2 separate regions of the Mus musculus genome follow, and region 1 is linked to region 2. A link is a contact called in public Hi-C data. All regions are on one chromosome and are shown on one strand. The core of a region is the stretch at or near the end of the contact, and the rest is flanking DNA. Distances in the headings are between cores, read along the strand shown. Region 1 has its middle 35 kb from the start of Gm46409. Region 2 overlaps Fars2 (phenylalanine-tRNA synthetase 2 (mitochondrial)).

Region 1 (3,146 bases), core at 182-2,681, 130 kb after region 2:
GCTGCCTGCTGCCAGCAGAGAGAGAGAGAGAGAGAGAGAGAGAGAGAGAGAGAGAGAGAGAGAGAGAGAGGTGGAGCCTGCAGAGGCTGCTGCTGGACCATCCGATGCCGTTCAAGGAGACAGTCACATTAGTCACTGGGTCCTGGGGTCTCAGCGAGCAGTATATGCAAAGATGAAGAGGGAGAGGGCTTCGTGCTGCACCATCTTTGAGTCATCCCTGGGTGTCAGCACTCCCACCCCACCCCTGAGCATGACTGTGTCATCTGCAGCCATCTGCCCAGCCTCTCAACAGTGGTGCCAGCTGTAGTAGCTAAGAGGACCTCCCCCAAAAGAGGATGCTACTGAGGCTGAAGAGGAGGGGCCTTTAACCATTTTAGCCCCTCCCCTACTGTTTTATAAGTAAAGAAACTAGGCCACAGCTGAGATGACTGGCCCAAGGTCACCCCAGTAAAAATAGGGGAGCTGGGACCAGAATGAAGGGCTCCTAATACCCAAAGGTACTGGGACCGCATCAAGGAATGCTCCTTCTCTTTCATCTTGTCTCTGCTTCATCTTGTCCTCTAGACTCTTCTCGCCATTCTAGCCCTGTGTGGCCCAGCCTCAAGGACACCCCTGCCCCACTCCCGTGCAAGCTGCATCTTCCTGCTTGGTTCTAAAGGTCTTGCTGACTTCTGGTTATATGGTACTGGCCTAAACAATGCTCCCTGAATGGTTGCAAGCAGAGTGTGGAAGCCACATCTGGGGTGGGGGTGGGGAGGTGGTGGAAGCTGCATCTGGGGTGTGAGTGTGGGCATAGGGGGGCACGGAGCAAGAACTGGCTGTAGCCAGGATGTATGCTGACCAAGGCTGAGGACACTCATTTCCTTCCCAAGAGACTGAGTTTGACTTTCAGAGCCCAGAGCAATGCCCTGGGATGAGAGGCATCCCCAGACCCCTCCCTGGGCAATGGCTACTTTAACAAGCCCACACTGCCTTGGCCTTTGTACTTCCAGCCTCGTCCTCACTGCTGTCAAGTCTCCTCTTTTACTTTGATCCTCTCAACAGACTGTCATTCCCTTTTTAAGAGATGTCACCATAGTTGGCATCACTTGAGTCCTCTACCAAGCACACTCGCTTATTTCTCTGTCTCTTGGTCCTCCCAGGGGTCACTTTGGGCAGAATTGTGTCCAGGACCTGTCATCTCTGGTTCTGAAAGCTTGGCTGGCTGGAATCTGACCACCTGAGCCAGAAACCTGGTGCAAAGAGGAGGATGGGAGGCACCGGTAATGGTTTAAAGGCCAACCTGCAGTTAAGTAGGGTTTGGGGAGTGGGTAAACAAACGGCAGCTTGGTTATGTCACAGTCAGGTTATGCTCTGACATAGGGGTGCCTGGGAAACCTGGTCTGAAGGCCTACACGGCTGAACTGAGAACTGAGGACTGCAGAGCCCAGTCCTTCCGAGAGCATTCTCTAGAGTGTGATCCATGGGACACTGGGTCTATGATACACTCTGGCAATAAACGGTTCAGAGATCAGCCAAGTTTGGCACTCACAGCTCCCTGCAAATCTGTGCGTCCCTCTTGCCAGTCTGTCCCAGTACCCTTGGCTCTGACCCATCAGGCAGTAAGAAACATGAACAACAACCACTCTATGTCTGCTGACCTTAAAGCCTGGCAGATACCTGGGCCTTGTCAGGCCAAGAAGGCTCTGTAGAGGTGTCTCCTTATGTCCCCAAGATCAGGGCTCAGGGACTCCCGGTTTTGCTTTGGATTTTGTCTCCTCTTATTTGAATTTCTGGAGAGAAAACAAACAAACCAAACCAAACAAACAAAAAAATACCTTCAAAACCAAAAACTAACTAGTTAGAGCCCAGAGAAGAGCTGGCCAATGAAAGGCAGAGTTGGAGCATTACAGCATCAGCGAGACCGCCCATTGGCCGGCCTGCCCTGAGGAGATGCGGCTTCCCGCCCCTCCACGCGGTGCGGAGTCCGTGCGGGCAGCTCTGTGTGCGCGCCCCAAGATGCCCGGCGCGCGCCCCTGGCCTCCAGCCGGGAGCTCTGGGTATTTGCGCGCGGCCCAGCGAGCCTTAGACAGCCGCAGGATGGCAGCGGAGTCCGCGCTCACCAGTGGAGGCTGCGGGGACGCGTGGCGCTGGGCTTCTCTGCATTGGGGAGGCGGCCTGCAGAGCCCAGGACTTCCAAGGACTGCAGAGCGGCAGGACTTGGTCCCTGCGCCCATCGTTGTGTTGTGGCTGGGTGCGTTTCCTGTCCGCTTTTTAGCGTTACTTTAACCACCATCTCTGAATTGTGCTGGGCATATTGTTTCTGGAATGAGGGCTGCATTCCCAGTTCCCTCGTTACTAGATAAGACTAACTTGGCAGCCAAGGGCTTTCTGGCAGATGTCTGCTATAATCCCAGCCTTCCAGAGGCTGAGTCAGGAGGACTGCTGTGGGTTCAAGACCAACAAAATGAGACCTTGTTACCGCCTCCCCCGCCCCCCCTCGCCAAATCACAACAAAAATAAAGTCAGGGAAAACGAGTGTGTGTGTGTGTGTGTGTGTGTGTGTGTGTGTGTCTGTTTGCCACAGGGAACTAGTTATGTTATTGTGGGGCTGGCACTTCTGAAATCTGTGTACTCAGCGAAGGGTTAATGGAACTACTCAGGAGTTGGCAGGCAGGGTTTCCCTGCATTTTTTAATGGTCCCAACTGACTGGACTAGGCCCACTCATTTACCCTGTGGAGGGAGAAACACTACAGAATTATCTTAATTGAACGTGAGGGAAACACCATAGCTGAATCATATTCCCTCTGACCCTCAGGATCCCAGAATGTGACTATTTCAACAAATCTGTCAGGAGACCTAGAGACACACAGCAGCACTGGGGTGTGTGGGGGGTGGGGTGGGGTGGGGTGGGATGGAATGGAATGGAATGGAGGTGGGGTGGTTAGGTGTGTTACATGGGCAGAGTCAGCTAGCTGATGGGAGAGGTCTCTGAGAAACCAACTGGCTCTGCTCTGGCCTCTTGACTTCTAGTCCTCTGCAAAGGAGGAAAATATTTCTGTTGTCTAAGCTGTACTAGCCAGTGGCACTCTGTATGGCCCTAGATACCCAGATACAATACTGACACAAGCTCAGTCATTGCCGTGGTGTTTGTGTCTAGACTGCA
Region 2 (3,324 bases), core at 788-3,287:
GTGTTGTAAAGAAAGAGAGGGAGAAGGAGAGAGAGAGAGAAGAAAAAGACATCACCTTGCTTAGAGGAAATCAAGAAGAAAGGTCCAGAAAAGTAGAAGTGGTTGCCTCTGAGAGTCCAGGAAGAGAGGTACACCTTGGAGCAGAACCCATGAGATGGCAGGATACCCTTCCATCCAGTACTGAGGGAGAGGTCAGACCAAAGCTGTAGGACTCTCACTTGAGCCACTGGGCAGTGATGGAGATCCCACCTGGTCGCTTGGTTTTTAATCTGTAGTGCCTGCAGGGACTCTCCAACACTAACAGGTGAGAGGTGTGGCCACAGTAGGACACGGAGAGCCTGGAGGCACTGGAGACTATCTGAAATGGTTGGCGAGCACTTGGAAAAGTGGGGTGAGCTTGTGACGAGGGTGGGCCTCCCATCTGCCCTTCCAGGTCTTCTAGCACAGATCCCTCCATGGTGTCCCTTGGGACATTACTGTGATTTCTCCTCCTTGGACTTAACTTGGACATGGCTGTAGGCCACTCTAAGTTTCCCTGATCTCTTACGTGGATTATCCGTCCATTTCCACTGCATGCTTTTGTCCACTGTGCATCTCTGGCAGCTGTCATTCTGTTCTGGGCCTTTACCCTCTTCTACTTTCCCTGTCCTTCCAACACATTGCCCAGAGCACCTTTCTTGCTGTTCGGATGCTTGGTTCATTCACCATTGCAGAATGTGAGTGACAGCAGCTCAGGAGATAAAGACTATTCTAACACCCCAGTGCTGTGGGTCCCTTCCATTCAAACTGAATTATGGAAGTGACCATGCACTGCGTCCCCTTCCAAAGTTGTGGTTGCCCTACATATGGAAGTCATCACCCTGCCCTGGAAGGAGGCATTGCTGTCCAAGGTCACACCCCTTAGCTGGCTTTTGACTAATGCAGGAGCAAGAATGTGTGTTTCACTCAGGTGTTATAAATGTAATTTTCCTTTGATTGTCAGAGTTTCATATTTAAGAAAGTGATGCAGAGGGGTCATGTTTGAAGCCCTTGGCTGAGAAGCAATTAATGCATGACCCTCCAGTCACATGTTCAGGGTTTGGATGTTGGGCAGGCAGTGGCTGGAGAGTGTGTAATGTCATCCAGTTTTCTTCTCTGTAAAGTACACAGAATACTTGTCCACTCACCTGGGGGCCATAGGATCAGATGAGTTCATTCTCATGGAGCTCATAGAGCAGACCGGAAGCTCAGTGAGCACGTCAGCATCTCCTCTGTCTCAGCTCAGATACAGTGCTGGGGCTTCCATCAGCATCTCCTCTGTCTCAGCTCAGATACAGTGCTGGGGCTTCCATCAGCATCTCCTCTGTCTCAGCTCAGATACAGTGCTGGGGCTTCCCAGTCTCCCATTGTCCTTTCTGACACTTGTTGACCTTTTCATTTAAGATGCTCCTTGGTTTGATACAAAGAGCTCTGAAAGGTAATTAATTACTTTGGTCCTTGTTTTTCACAATTTACGTTTAGAGTTCACAGTAAGAGTTTATAGTATATGGGAGTTTGTGTATTATCTACCAACTATGCAACAACCAGTGTCTAGTCCTTTAAATTACACAAACACACATTCTCTCTCTCTCTCTCTCTCTCTCTCTCTCTCTCTCTCTCTCTCTCTCTCACACACACACACACACACACACACCCCTTTGATGCTAGAAGCATTTTTAGCCACCCTGGCACTGATAAAAGTACCTGTGTTTTAGCCCTTTAACCCATTTAACAATGGAATAAAATGTTTGAATTTCTATAGCATGTTTGTATATGGAGAGGAATCCTTTAACATGGGAATGTGACATTGTTCAAAGCTACCCTGTTCTTCCCTAATTGGAAGGGCCTGACACTGGCCCTGGGCAGGCCTACCTCCCAGCCATCCCAAAGCCAGCCTTCAGTAGACTCTTTTATCAGTGGTAACTTGGGGAATATTTTCCCCTGAAAGCAAAAGCAATCCACTGAAGAAAGGGTGGGAAGAACTGAAGAGCTTAAAATAGCCAAGAGGAGGACTGTGGGAAACCCTGTGAAGACACAGAAGCTGGTGCAAGCAAGGGCACACCTGTCACTCCTCCCAGCCCAGAGCTGAGAAATCCTGGCCAAAGAGCAGTGAAGATGTCTTTGAAATGATTTCAGGAAAGCCAAAGCCAGACATAGAGCCAAACTGGAGCAGGTCCCACCCAGCAAACATCCAGACAGCTTTTCCAGAGCTGGTTTGTACCTGTTTACTCGGGAGGATGGACTGCCTCCACCATGTGCATGCCAGTGAGCACTTCACTATCCGCTGTAGATGGACCTGTCACAGCCCATATTTCCTATCCTGAGCCCCCATCCCTCTCTGCCCTCTAGAGCTCCCTCCCTCTTTGGCAACTCCCCATAAGTCTCTCAGTCCTTGTCAGTCCAGCTTCCCTCATCCCTGCCCTCCTCAGCCCTTCTTACCCCTCCCCTCCCTGAAGCCCTCCTCTCCCCGTCCTTCCTCCTCTTGGCCTCCCTGTTCTGCCCAGCCCTCCTCCCCCTATATCCGGCTTCCTCTACTGCCACTCCTCCCCTCCAGCCCTGTTCTGTAGCCTCATCCTTACCTCCCCTCATCCCTTCCTCTTTCATCCCAAACTGGCTTTCCACATAGGCCCTTCTCCTCTGTCCGTTCCTCCTTCCTCTCCCCCTCCCCCTGTATCACCCACTCCTCCTTCCTTCCTTCCTTCCTTCCTTCCTTCCTTCCTTCCTCCTCCTCCACCACATCCCTTCTTTTTTCCCTCAGCCCTACTCTGCCTTCACTCCCCACCCCAGCCCTCCTCCTTTGTACCCATTTTCTATTCCCCTCTAGCATCCTTCTCTACCTCCTCACCCTTCCCTATCCATCCTCCTTAGCTCCCTCCTCCCCTGACTCCTCTTCCTCACCCCCCATCCATCCTTCTCAGCTCCTTCCTCCCTGACTCTCTTCCTCACCCTCCCCATCTGGCCTCCTCAGCTCCTTCCTCCCCAACCCCTCCTCCTCTGCCCTTGCCCCTCCTTTCCTCTTAGTCATCCTACTTCATCCCATTGCCCTCATCCCTTCATCCCTCCTCCAACCCCACCCCAGTCCTCCTCTTCATCCTTCCCAGTGTAGCTGTTTGTTGACAACTTCACTGAGAACTCAACACAAAATAAGTGGCAGATGTGGAGTTTCAAAGAAAAGGATTTGTTTGTTTGTTTTGTTTTGTTTCATTTTAGAAATGGAAAACTTTCTATGTCTCCTATGTCAGTTCACTCTTGAGTTCTCTGGAATACTTTTCATCTCTATGCTAATTTTATGTTGTAAGTGGAAAT

Evidence for each region. Hi-C and Micro-C count contacts between places; a contact is called where the count stands out from the background.
Region 1: a Hi-C map of cerebral cortex shows a contact between it and region 2, with 1.5 times the contacts expected there. The contact joins two enhancer-like sites. A contact is called at or near these places in 3 of 484 Hi-C or Micro-C datasets (cerebral cortex and nephron progenitors) and 3 of 115 datasets of contacts at active chromatin or transcription factors (hepatocytes, liver and neural progenitor cells).

The regions. Positions count from the first base shown.
Region 1 is chr13:36,576,735-36,579,880 of GRCm38.p6, forward strand. No RefSeq gene overlaps it. Among named protein-coding and RNA genes, the nearest start is that of Gm46409, 35 kb to the right of the region's middle. Within about 2 kb of position 1,432, at least 187 of the 459 cell types and tissues checked have an H3K27ac peak or open chromatin away from gene starts, as enhancers often do. A contact at or near this core is called in cerebral cortex and hepatocytes, where this site is marked.
Region 2 is chr13:36,442,849-36,446,172 of GRCm38.p6, forward strand. All of the region lies in intron 6 of Fars2 (phenylalanine-tRNA synthetase 2 (mitochondrial)), which reads left to right. Among named protein-coding and RNA genes, the nearest start is that of Gm46409, 170 kb to the right of the region's middle. Within about 2 kb of position 2,038, at least 8 of the 459 cell types and tissues checked have an H3K27ac peak or open chromatin away from gene starts, as enhancers often do. A contact at or near this core is called in cerebral cortex and hepatocytes, where this site is marked.